4 separate regions of the Mus musculus genome follow, and regions 1, 3 and 4 are each linked to region 2. A link is a contact called in public HiChIP or PLAC-seq and promoter capture Hi-C data. All regions are on one chromosome and are shown on one strand. The core of a region is the stretch at or near the end of the contact, and the rest is flanking DNA. Distances in the headings are between cores, read along the strand shown.

What was found. Promoter capture Hi-C pulls out the DNA fragments that hold promoters and counts their contacts. HiChIP or PLAC-seq counts read pairs in DNA pulled down with a chosen protein or histone mark.
Region 1: a promoter capture Hi-C map of embryonic stem cells shows a contact between it and region 2, with 3 times the contacts expected there. The contact joins the enhancer-like site here to the promoter of Col16a1 in region 2. A contact is called at or near these places in 6 of 39 promoter capture datasets (the 3T3-L1 cell line, 3T3-L1-derived adipocytes, cranial neural crest and 3 more), 1 of 15 datasets of contacts at CTCF or cohesin (the NIH/3T3 cell line), 4 of 115 datasets of contacts at active chromatin or transcription factors (the NIH/3T3 cell line, craniofacial prominence, memory CD8 T cells and 1 more) and 2 of 9 other capture datasets (adipose tissue and liver).
Region 3: a promoter capture Hi-C map of embryonic stem cells shows a contact between it and region 2, with 4 times the contacts expected there. The contact joins the promoter of Ldc1 here to the promoter of Col16a1 in region 2. A contact is called at or near these places in 5 of 39 promoter capture datasets (embryonic stem cells, hematopoietic stem and progenitor cells, stem cell-derived epiblast-like cells and 1 more), 1 of 115 datasets of contacts at active chromatin or transcription factors (embryonic stem cells) and 3 of 9 other capture datasets (adipose tissue, embryonic stem cells and macrophages).
Region 4: a contact with region 2 is called in an HNF4G HiChIP or PLAC-seq map of pancreatic cancer cells. The contact joins the promoter of Serinc2 here to the promoter of Col16a1 in region 2. A contact is called at or near these places in 13 of 39 promoter capture datasets (the 3T3-L1 cell line, 3T3-L1-derived adipocytes, the HPC-7 cell line and 7 more), 4 of 115 datasets of contacts at active chromatin or transcription factors (the NIH/3T3 cell line, embryonic stem cells and pancreatic cancer cells) and 2 of 9 other capture datasets (embryonic stem cells and pancreatic islet).

What each region holds. Positions count from the first base shown.
Region 1 is chr4:129,792,700-129,795,448 of GRCm38.p6, forward strand. No RefSeq gene overlaps it. Among named protein-coding and RNA genes, the nearest start is that of Ptp4a2, 26 kb to the right of the region's middle. Within about 2 kb of position 1,347, at least 261 of the 459 cell types and tissues checked have an H3K27ac peak or open chromatin away from gene starts, as enhancers often do. A contact at or near this core is called in the NIH/3T3 cell line, adipose tissue, craniofacial prominence and 4 more, where this site is marked.
Region 2 is chr4:130,046,324-130,049,286 of GRCm38.p6, forward strand. Col16a1 (collagen, type XVI, alpha 1) reads left to right here and starts at 1,517. Exons shown (of 70, transcript NM_028266.5): 1 at 1,517-1,760. Gm12963 (a long non-coding RNA gene) reads right to left here and starts at 2,099. Exons shown (of 6, transcript XR_003955360.1): 1 at 2,085-2,099; 2 at 1,339-1,603.
Region 3 is chr4:130,221,019-130,223,787 of GRCm38.p6, forward strand. Ldc1 (leucine decarboxylase 1) reads right to left here and starts at 1,277. Exons shown (of 10, transcript NM_001034872.2): 1 at 1,146-1,277; 2 at 598-773. The coding sequence starts at 735.
Region 4 is chr4:130,274,320-130,277,108 of GRCm38.p6, forward strand. It overlaps Serinc2 (serine incorporator 2), which reads right to left and starts at 1,267. Exons shown (of 10, transcript NM_172702.3): 1 at 1,139-1,267. The coding sequence starts at 1,177. It overlaps Gm34957 (a long non-coding RNA gene), which reads left to right. Exons shown (of 2, transcript XR_376686.3): 1 at 1-1,615.

The sequences.
Region 1 (2,749 bases), core at 97-2,596, 250 kb before region 2:
AAACAAGCTAGCACATGCCTTTCATTTCAGCACTCAAGAGGCAAAGGCAGACAGATCTCTTGAGCATGCTAGGCCAACCAGGGCTACGTAATTAAACCCTATCTCAAAACAAAAATGAAAAGAAAATCCCAAGCAAACAAAACATGAAAGATTGAGAACATAGTAGGGGAGCAGGTCTGGGGAGGAGAAACGGAGGTTGGGTTTGGTGAGTTTTTGGTGATTTTGGCAATGTTGAGTTTCCCATGCTGTGGCTAAGGTCATGCGGATAGGAGATAAGGCAATTTCCTAGCAAGCGCCCTTTGGAGGAAAAATGAGAGCTTGAGATACCGGACTAAGTCACCACAAGGAAGGAAGCGTTAGGGACACAGTCACAGGCTAACTGTGAGAAGGATGAGGAAGGCAAGAGGAGGTGACCTTGAGGAACAATGCTTAGAGTTTGGAGCACAGTAGGACCACCAGGAGCAGAGTCCTTGCAGAAGCCCAGCAGGGACAGTTTTAAAGCGGCAGGGTTTGGTGGCTTACATCTGTAATCATACCACCTAAAAAGCTGAGGCAGAAGGATTGCTGAGAGTTTAAAGCCAGTCTGGGCTACAGAGTGAGACCCTGTCTCAGATACCAAACAAAATAAAGATTGGGGAAAAGGCTCGCTTGGTAAAGTACTTGCTGCTCAAAAACCAAGTTCAAAGCCAGCCCCCACATAAAGCAGGGTGTGGTGGCATTCTCCCGTCATCCCAGCAAAGGGGAGGAGGAGACTAGCTAAACTGTAGCTGCAGGGTCAGTGAGAGACTCTGGTCCAAAAGCGAGATGGAGAACAATTGATAAAGGTATCCATTGATCTCTGGCCATGTGCATACATATTCATCCCAACCCAAAAATAAAATAACATAAAAGACCTTGTGCATAGCACCAAGTGCTTAGAGAAACTAGAACAGAGAGGATGGAGGTGGCCCTTAGGCCTGGCAGTTAACAGACCCTCGGTGAGTGTGATTAGAGAGCTTAGCTGAGCGGAAACCATAGAGGCTTCGAAATGGGTGTACAGTGAAGATGGGGGTTGGGGTGTCAATTCTTCCAGCAATGGGGTATGTGGGGTGGAAGGGAAGAGAGTAATTTAAAAGCAAAGGTCCAGCACCCAGGAGGCAGGAGGCAGGAGGATCTCTGTGAGGTTAAGGCCAGCCTGAGTTCCAGCCAGAGCTACAAAGTGAGACTCTTGTCTTTTCAAAAAACAAAACAAAACAAAACAAAACAAAAGCCGAGTTGACGTCAAACCAGGGGAAGGCGTGGCTGTTGGCCAGAGAGCCAGGTGTCACTGACTCCTTACTGTGGGAAGTCCCAGAGCCTAGGAAGGACCCAGGTGTCAGGTGCTGGCTTGCTCATTGGAGGGGCCTGCAGTGGGAACTGTCCTATGAGAAGGCCTGTGGCTGTGGCTGGGTTTTCCCCTCTGCATTGAGTTTCCTTGATCTCCTGATTATCTTGGGCTGGTTTTGCTGCATGACTCAGGAGCTTGAGCAAGCTGAGGTACTAGGTTTCACAGCTGTGGGGGTGGGGAAGCCTGATCTCTACTGATATCTGGGAAGCAGTCATTAGATATTGACGAAAGCATCACTGTTGGGCCCCTGGCTTCAGAAAAGACTCTCTAAGCCTTGATTCCTAAGTAAAATAAAAATAAAATAAGAGAGCCGGGCGTGGTGGCGCACGCCTTTAATCCCAGCACTTGGGAGGCAGAGGCAGGCAGGTTTCTGAGTTCGAGGCCAGTCTGGTCTACAAAGTGAGTTCCAGGATAGCCAAGGCTACACAGAGAAGCCCTGTCTCAAAAAAAAAAAAAACAAAACAAAACAAAAAACAAAATAAATAAATAAACAAGAATACCATTATCTGATGCAGTGGCGCTCAACCTGTAAGGGGCGGTCGCGAGGGCACACACACACACCCCCACCCCCACCCCAGGAGTCGCATATCAGATAGCCTGTGTAACAGATACTTACATTATTAGCAGTAGCAAAATTCTAGTTATGAATTAGCAGTGAAATAATTTTATGGCGGGGGAGGGGGGTCACCACAACACGAGGAACTATATTAAAGGGTTGCTGCTTTAGGAAGCTTGAGAACCACTGCTCTAATGGCTGTTGTGAGATTGCAAACATTGCCAGGAAAGGTTCTGATCTGCGAGGTGAACTATCACCGTACTCCTTTTTTGCCCGGAGGAAGTGAAGAGTCTAAGGAAATGACTTGCCTGGGACAGCTAGCAAATACCTGCCGGAATCCTAAGTCCCGAGCCACTATGCACGTCTAAGGATGTCTGCAGGAGGCCTATCCGGTCAAGCCTGTGGTTGAGGAGCAAGCGGCCCCTCCGAAGAGAGTCTTGGGCAAATAGCTAGAAAACAAGGCCCTTGCAAGTAGCTGCTTTTCTGTTGGGAATTCTGGCAAAGAAGAGATGAGCCTCTAAGCTGCCTCTGCGGCTCCTTCACTGGAGACCCCTTTTGGTAGCCTCCTCCGCACCGCTCAGATAAAGAGTCTATTTATTAGCTTTCCCCAGAGCGGGCCTGCAGAGCGGGAAGCGGGTTCTGGCATGAGGTAGAAGTCAGCCTCTCAGCCAAGCCTCCTCCTTTCGGTCTACCTTCCTTAGCCCTCTCCCTGGATTCCCCTGACACTGGCTTTCTCTCTCCGGTATCCCTGAGCCCAGGGCGGAGTATCACGTTCTTCCTAAACTGTCCGTGGAGCAGGGACAGCTTTGCGCGCTGCCTGCCACTGC
Region 2 (2,963 bases), core at 267-2,766:
TCTCATCTCACAGATGTGCAAATGGAATTAGAGATAAAAAGTAGATTTGAACCAGGCCTGCTGGGCACCGACTACCCAGGAGGCTGAGGCTAGAGGGTTGAAAGATCTAGGCTTGGCTGGGTGTGCTGGTGTGCATCATTAGTCCCAGCGTTCTCTAAGCAAGGGGGAATCTCTGTGAGTTCAAGGCCAGCCTGGTCTGCAAAGGGAGTTCCAAGACAGCCAGGGCTACATAGTGAGAACCTATCTTAAAAATAGAAAGTTCTAGGTTTGCTTCTGTCCCAGACCAGCTCAAGGCCAGCCTGAGCAACAGAGCGGTTTGGGTTTTTCGTTTGGTTGTTTTTTTTGTTTGTTTATTTGTTTGTTTTTGAGACAGGGTTTCTCTGTGTAGCCCTGGCTGTCCTGGAACTCACTTTGTAGAGTAGGCTGTCCTCAACTCACAGAGATCCACCTGCTTCTGCCTCCTGAGTGATGAGATTAAAGGCAACAGGCTGCCACCACCAAGCATGTGTGTGTACACCTGCACAAATTTACACATCACACACACACACACACACACACACACACACACACACACATACCACTATACCACCAAGGGGGGGGAGCATTAGCCTAGAATATGCAAACTCTAGGCTCAATATCCAGTTAAAAAGAGAACAAAACCAAGTTTGAGGGCCATGGAGATGGCTTAGCAGGTAAATGTGCTGGCCACCAAGACTGACCACCTTAGCGGGATTCCCCCAGAACCCCTATTGTGAAAGGAGATAGCTAACTCCATCAATTGTTCTCTGGCGTCCACACATACAACATGGCATTTACAACTATGCCTGTGTACACGTTCCGCACATACACATACAAAATAAATTAATTTAAAAAAAAGTCTTCTTAAAGCAGGGAGCAGGGAGGGGGCAGGGGGTAGGGATCTGAGTCTTTCCAACCTTCTGGAGTCCAAGAGGACTCCCTGACCCTACTTCTGTAGAAATGGGGACAGAGCAGAAGGAGTTAATTTAGCACAGGGTTGGGGAGTGGTGCTCTATCCCCTCCTCCCAGTGCAAGCAGAGGTTCTACAGCCTAGGAATGCTAGGCCCAGGCACTGGAAAAAGCTGACCACCGAGGCTTGGTCAGCAGCCACGTCGCGGGTTCCACGACTATGGAGGAGGGGTCTCTAGTCTTCTCCAGCTTTCTGGGGTCTCAGCCAAGGAAATTAGGGGGGGCACTAAGGAGGTCCCGGGCGCGCCTAGCCTGGCCTCCCTCCCGCCAGCCAGCCAGCCGCAGGCGCCCCTTCCAGGGCAGCTCTGGGCACGCAGGGTCCCGCCTTGCTCCGCTCACCCGCAGGCTCACCTGGCTGGGGAAGCGGGACGGGCGGGCCCGGGCGCAGGGCCAGGCCAGGAGCGCGGCGGTGCAGGCCAATGGCCAGTGCCTCCGCAGCCGCCGAACCCTCGCGGTCTCCCTCCTCCTCCAGCCTGGCGGGCCGGCCCAGCTGTGTTCCATTAGCCTCTTGGCAGGCCCCCAGCCCCCTGGAACCGCCCTCTTCCCTCTCCAGGAGCGGCCGGCAGTTCCTGCAAGCAGGCGTGTGAGTGTGCGCGCACGCTGCGCTGCACTCAGTCTAGAGAACTCAGGACGTGGAAAAGCTGGGGTCAGCGCAGACTGGCAGGGAGAGATCGAGGATCCTCCTGTGGGCCGTGGACCCCTGGCCCTGCTTCCCATAGCTGGCAGCCTTAGGGCTGCCAGGATTGCTCAGTGAAGGGCTCCGCGGGCCGTTGGTAAGTGGGCCAGCACTGGGCTGCTTCTCCCTCTGAGCTGAAAGGGCATATTCTGCTACTGACTCGCTATGTGACCTGGGGCAAGTGGCTAGCCCTCTCTGAGGGCCTCAGTGCTCTTTTTCTGCCGTGGGGTGATCTGGAAACTCCATGCTGGTCCTGCTGTCTCTGCCTCCATCTGTGTCTGTGTTGAGGGGGGCGGGGTCTCCTTGGAAGCATCTCTCTAGCTCATCCCTACAAGCCCTTCACTCAATCTGAGGCCTGGGAGTAGGAGCCAGAGTGGTGAACATGTTGAGCCCATCTCTATGTTCACGCCTCCACATGCACCCACATGCTGCTCATAGTCGGCTACCTTTCCACTGGCTGTCAGGAAGGGAAGGTCAGGCTGGGGTTGGAGAGTGGGGGGGATGCACACCCCTAGGATGGGAGATGACTGAGGTGGGGGCACAGATCCATCCCAAGAGTCCAGCCTCATATATATATATATATATACACACACACACACACACACACACACACACACACACACACACACGCATGCGTGAAGGCATCCTTTATTCTGTATCCAGCAATAAGGGAGATAAGTAAGCATGGCACCGTACAAAATCTGACTTGCCTAAGAAAGTACCAACAGAAGAGCCTCCTGGAGGGTGCTCATAGTCTGGCTCTGGACAGGAGCATGTATGTAAACTGGGCTTATCAGTTCTCATGTCTCTTAGCTCGCTTGCCTGCAGCTAGGTTTGATTGCACAGTCCCGGCACCTATGTGCCTATAAGCCTATGTGTATTGTATTGATACACATGGCTTTGTGTGCTCATGATCTGCCTGTCCTAGAAGGGGCCAGATGATATATGACTCTGCTGGCCACTTGCTGAGCCTGCATTGATTTATCTGGGCCCATCCATCAGGGTTTAATAAAACAAAAAGACGAGCATCCATCAGCGGGAGAGGTTGGCAACGGGGTCCTGAGCCCTGGTGACCTGCTCTCCTGCCCCTGTACACACAAGGGGAAGCTTTCTTGGCTCATACACAGCCCTGTGATCTCTGCCAAGAGACTCAGTCCAGTCTTCAGCCCCTGACCTTGTAGGTGCCTGGCAGGGCTAACCTGGGCTCAGCTGAGCACAGCTCTCCAGGTACTGGGCCACTATGCACCAGTGCAGAACACAGCCCTGGGATTCGTGAAACATTTTTGATAAATTGCCTCTG
Region 3 (2,769 bases), core at 27-2,526, 170 kb after region 2:
TTCTTTCTTTCTTTTTGTTGTTGTTGTTTTGTTTTGAGACAGGGTTTCTCTGTATAGCCCTGGCTGTCCTGGAGCTCACTTTGTAGACCAGGCTGGCCTCGAACTCAGAAATCCACCTGCCTCTGCCTCCCGAGTGCTGGGATTAAAGGTGTGCGCCACCACACCCGGCGTTGTTTTGTTTTGAGACAGGGTCTCTCTATGTAGCCCTAGCTGTCCTGGAACTTGCTATGTAGACCAGACTGACTTTGAATGTACAGAGATCCACCTGCCTCTGTCTCCTGAGTGCTGGGATTAAAGGAATGCAAGGAAATCGTGTGTGGCAAAGAAAGGATTAGAGCTTTGATCTTTTCACATCTTGAAACAGAGGTGCAGGAAGGCAGCCATCCGTACAGCAAAGCTGGAGGCAGATGACTTCAGCCCCAGATGATGGCTTGGTTGAGGGTGAAACCCTGAGTGTCAGGGAAGCAGAGCTACAAGAACAGCAGAACTCACCCAGCCCTGGGAAAGCCAGGTCTGATGGCCTCCCAATCTGAAACAGGAAACAGGCAGCAGTAATGACCAGTAATGGAAGAGGTGGGAATTACCCTCCCTCCTTACCGAGATGGACAACTCCTTGATCTTCTTCAAGACCAGCTGCCAGGCAGATGCCCCTGGCCCCAAGGTGATGGGCTCTGATGGCCTCAGGTGTTCTGCAACTCCCAGCAGATCCTTCTTGACCTCAGAGGGGGTGTTCATCCTTGAGACTCTAGTTGAGGTGTCTGTTGGGCACAGTCCTGGCACCATAGAAAGGACAGCTCTGTGGACCCAGTCTTTTCCTCCTGTCCCTCCCATAGCTAGGACAGCCAAGTCACTGAAGCCTGGGTCCCATTAAGTCCCATGAACTCCACCTAGTCCTACTGATCTTTTCAAGCTTTATAGTAGACCGCTGATAGCACGTGGCCTGAGCCACTGATGGCAGATGACAAGCAAGCCACAGCAACCATTCCCTCAGAAGAGAGTGTGTGACTCTCCTCCAGGCCCCTTCCCACACCCTCCCACTCAAGATGAGAAATGGAGATGCAATAGAATGGCAGAATCCAACTCTAGATCAGTCACAAGAGATTAGAAGTGAGACCTATGTCCAACACGGAAAGAAAGGGACTTGCCTCAGGTTGAGTAGTTGGTGGCACCTGGGGTTCCCTGGAACAGCCAGAGAACCCTCAGACTAAAGTGGGGTCCCCAGCAGCCACAGGGCTTCTTGTGGGCCTGTGTACTGGAGACTTTCCACAGAGATCTCTGGCCCAGCCGGGTACGAGGGTTCAGGCAAAGAGGAGAGAATGCAAGCAGAAAGGAGGAGTTGTCTCTGTTGCCTCCACTGCTGTAGCTGGCTCCACCTCTGTCTCCACCGTTGCTCTCTCAGTTACTCCAGTTAATCCCTTACTCAGTTACTCAGTTACTCAGTTACTCTGGCCCTAAATCGGATTAAAGAGATTAAAGGGGTGGAATTAAAGGAATGCACAGAAATCATGTCTGGCAAAGAAAGGATTAGAACTCTGGTATTTTTATGTCTTAAAACAGAGGTGCAGGAAGGCAGCCATCCATACAGCAAAGCTGGAGGCAGATGACTTCAGCCCCAGATGATGGCTTGGTTGAGGGTGAAACCCTGAGTGTCAGGGAAGCAGAGCTACAAGAACAGCAGAACTCACCCAGAAGAGGCCCTGGGAAAGCCAGGTCTGATGGCCTCCCAATCTGAAACAGAAAGCCTTCTTGGGTACCAGTAATGACCAGTAATAGAAGGGGTGGGAATTACCCTCCCTCTTTACCAAGATTGACAACTCTTGTTCAAGACCAGCTGCTGGGCCCCAAGGTGATGAGCTGGGCCAAGGAGAGGCTGACTAGCCAGTGAGGAGTGCAGGGGAGCTTCAGGTGATGCTTCGAGAGCAGACTTCTTCCCAAGCGGCAGTGTTACAGCTCTTATGACAGAAGCTCTCAGATGATGGAGTAGTTCTCACACCTTTATTCCTCCTAGATAGGGTTCTTATATACAGTTGTGGGGTGGGTCAGGGTCTGACAGCAGGTTCTTCTCATTGGCTTGGCCTGAGAGCTGCATGTGGGAGGGCTTGGTGCTGCTCCTACATGACTGATGGCCACAGACCTCTCCGAGGCAGAGGGGTGGGGGTAGGGGGTATGGGGGGAGGGGGGTGGCTATGAGAGGCTGTAGCTACGTGACAGGAGACAGGAGCCTAAGGGGTGTGGCCAAAAGTCTGCCTTTCCTTGCAGGCACAGTCACCTGCTGGGTCACCCGGGTTTTAAGCCTGAGCTCAACCAGGGACCAGGCTGCCTATCACAGCTCACCACCCCACAGCTTCTGGTCTATAGTAGGGACTGTGTTCATGACCCTTTTCCACATGACTCATCCTATGGCCATCATGACCTACTTTCTCTTTTTCAGAGAGCCCAGACGATGTTGCTATCTGGGTTTTAGGGCAATATTTTTGAGGAAATCCAGTCCCAACAAGATCTCAGGGTACAGGAAACCCACCTTCAGCCCCAACCTTCAGGCGGGATCACACCTTCCAAGGTGTGCACTGACAGGTGTTCAGGGTAGATGGGGATGCCTATGGAAAGCAAGCACTGGCTACCTTCAAAAGCAGGAGAGCCCAGAAACCCTTTCCCTTCTTCCCTAGAGATGTCCAAGTCACACTATAGAGCAGGTAAGCCTTGATGTAGAATTGAAACCCCCAAACTCTAGTATCAGGTGGCCCAGCTGGCTGAAGAGTGTGCTGGGAT
Region 4 (2,789 bases), core at 17-2,516, 230 kb after region 2:
CCCAGACTGAGCTCACTCTCAGAAAATGGCTACAAAGAAAACCTCTAGATGCGCAGCTCTCTCCTGGGCACCCGCTCCTAACACGCACACAAATCAGGGACAAAGGATGCAAGTCCTGAACGAACCTTCCTACAGCAGCCAGCCGCGGGAGCCCTCTCCGCCCCTCTTTGTGTGGGGCCAGAAGGGGAGGGAGCTGTCTGAAAGAGCCTCAGATTTAATGAGGGGAAGAAGGAAAAGAAAGGGGGCTGGGGAAGTGGGGGCCTCCCGGCCGGTTATGGCCGGCCGGGTCCCCTCCCCTGTGCTGGTTGCTGCCCCAAAACAGAGCTGGCCTCCCGCCTGGTCCCCAACAGTGGCGACCAGGTGGACACACGCAACCTCCCTCAATTTCTGGATCTTTCCAAATCCAAAGTTTGGCACAGGTAGTCAGTGACAACCGACACCAACCTCGCTCAAGAGCGGGATGGGGGGGGGGGGGCTCCTGCCCACCCTTCTTACCCAACCCCCATCTCCTTTCCAGCTCGAGCTGGAGGGAAAGGGTCCAGCGCTTGCAGGGGGGGTGCCCTAGAGTGAGCGGGCCAGACTGCGCGCCGAAAGAGGATGCAGACGGAGCTGGTTACGACGACGTTCAGACAGACAGACAGTGCCCGAATCCTAGAGAAGTGAACGGGACAAACACAAAAGAACAGACTAAGCCAGGCGACAGGGGCAGACAGAATGACAGACGCTCTGCCAGAAAGACAGTAAGCTCAGCGGGGCCGGGACCCTACCAGTTACACAAAGAGTCCCGCGCCCTGGAGAGAGACGCGCCACGCAACCTGGGGGTGCTCTGAGCTGGGGAGCGCGCAATGGCCGCGGGGCTCCCCGCACCCGCTGCCGGCCTCAGTATCCCGGTTCTCGGAGTGACGGCGCCAAAGGCGCCCGGCCGCGCCCCACCCCTCCCCCGCGGTCACCCGAGCCGCGACACCAGCTGTCCAGCGCACCGCGGCCGAAGCGGAGCAGCTGGGGGATGAGGATAAGAAGGGCATCGGTGGGGCCTCTGAAAGGCAAGTTTGGAGGAAGCAAAAAGAAGAAAGTACTTGGAGGAAGAAGGTAGAGAAAAAGTGAGCGGGGCCGCGGCAGGGACGAGGTGGGCACTCACGCAGCTGAGCAGGGAGCAGGCCCCGAGACAGGCCCCCATGGCGGTGAGGGGCGCGGGGCTCGGGGCACCGGCCTCGGATCCCGGATCCGGTGGGACTCCAGGCGCTTGGCTGGCCCCACCCCAAACCCATCCCCGCCCCAGCCCCGCCCCACCTGCCGAAGCCGCTCGTCACTTTCCGGCGACGCTCGGGGCCTCCTAGGACTCACCTGGGACAGGTACTGGCGCCAGACATTTCCTAAAGAGGTTGAGATGGGGAAAGTCCAGCAACGACAGGGGCACAGCCCAACTCAACTCTGAGCTAGGATTGTCTGCTGAACCAAAGCGAGGATTTGGAAATACATCTGGATTTGAACTTCATAGGAGCCATTGTGTGACCGACCCCAAATACTGTCATTGTTAGAGGAAGTAAGAGGTGGTCTTCCCTGATGCCCTTGGATCTTGGCGGAAAACCTCGGCCCAATCTATGGGTGCTCAATGGTAAATTACTAGGCAAGGGGGTGGGGGGATGGTAATGTAGCTGAGTCGGTAGAGTGTTTCCAGAGAATTCATGAAGTCCTAGGTTTGATCCACATAAAACTGGGCATGGTGGCTCTCGCCTGTAACCCAGCACTCAGGAGGCAGGAATCACAAATTCAAAATTATCTTTGGCTGCATAGCCAGATCTAGGTCAGCCTGGGTTACATGGGATCCTGCCTACGGAAAGAAAGAAGAGAAGGACAGACAGAGGGAGGATAAGGGAGGCTACTTTGCTTCTCTGAGTCTCAGTTTCCCCTATTGAAACTAAAGGTGCTAACCTCATGGGGCTGTTAGAACACACAGCAACTGCTCCATGAATAAAAGCCTGTGTCATTCCCATCCCTGTTAAGGCCCCAGATTCGTACTTGTTTAGACCCTCTCCTCTCCATCCACCTTGTCTTCAAACTCTGGACCTGTCTTGGATCACACACACACACACACACACACACACACACACACACACACGAGAGAGAGAGAGAGAGAGAGAGAGAGAGAGAGAGAGAGAGAGAGAAACACAGATAGATATACAGAGAGAGAGAGACAAATACACACACACACACACACACACACACACACTGCTCAGCACTCCACACACACACATATACACATAAGAGAGACAGACAGACAGACAGAGATACACACAGGCACACACACTCACTGCTCAGCACTGCACACAGAGAGACAGAGACAGAGGCAGATAGACATACACACAGAAAGAGACACATACACACAGAGAGAGACACATACAGAGACACACACACACACACTCTGTTCAGCACTCCTCACTCCCTATCTGTGTACAGCCATGACCTCCTAGCTAAGGAGGTCACTGGGTGAGAGGGCATCCTGGCAGGTCATCCCCAGGATCGGGTGTGAGGCGCAGCAGCAGAGTTCTGTAATTATGGTAGCTCACCCCAGCCTTCTCCCCCACCAACTCTAGACCAGATAATGTTAGGGAAGGAAGTCCATAGGTTTGGCTGGCCGCAGGGGCCAAAGATCCGGCCTAACTGCTTCCCCGAGTGATTCATACAGCACCTGGCTGAGCTGGTAATTGTGCCAGGGCTGTTCCGCAAATACCCTGCACTTTCCCTCCTCCACACGTCAGCCCACCTGGTGCCTTCCTCCTGAAAGTCCT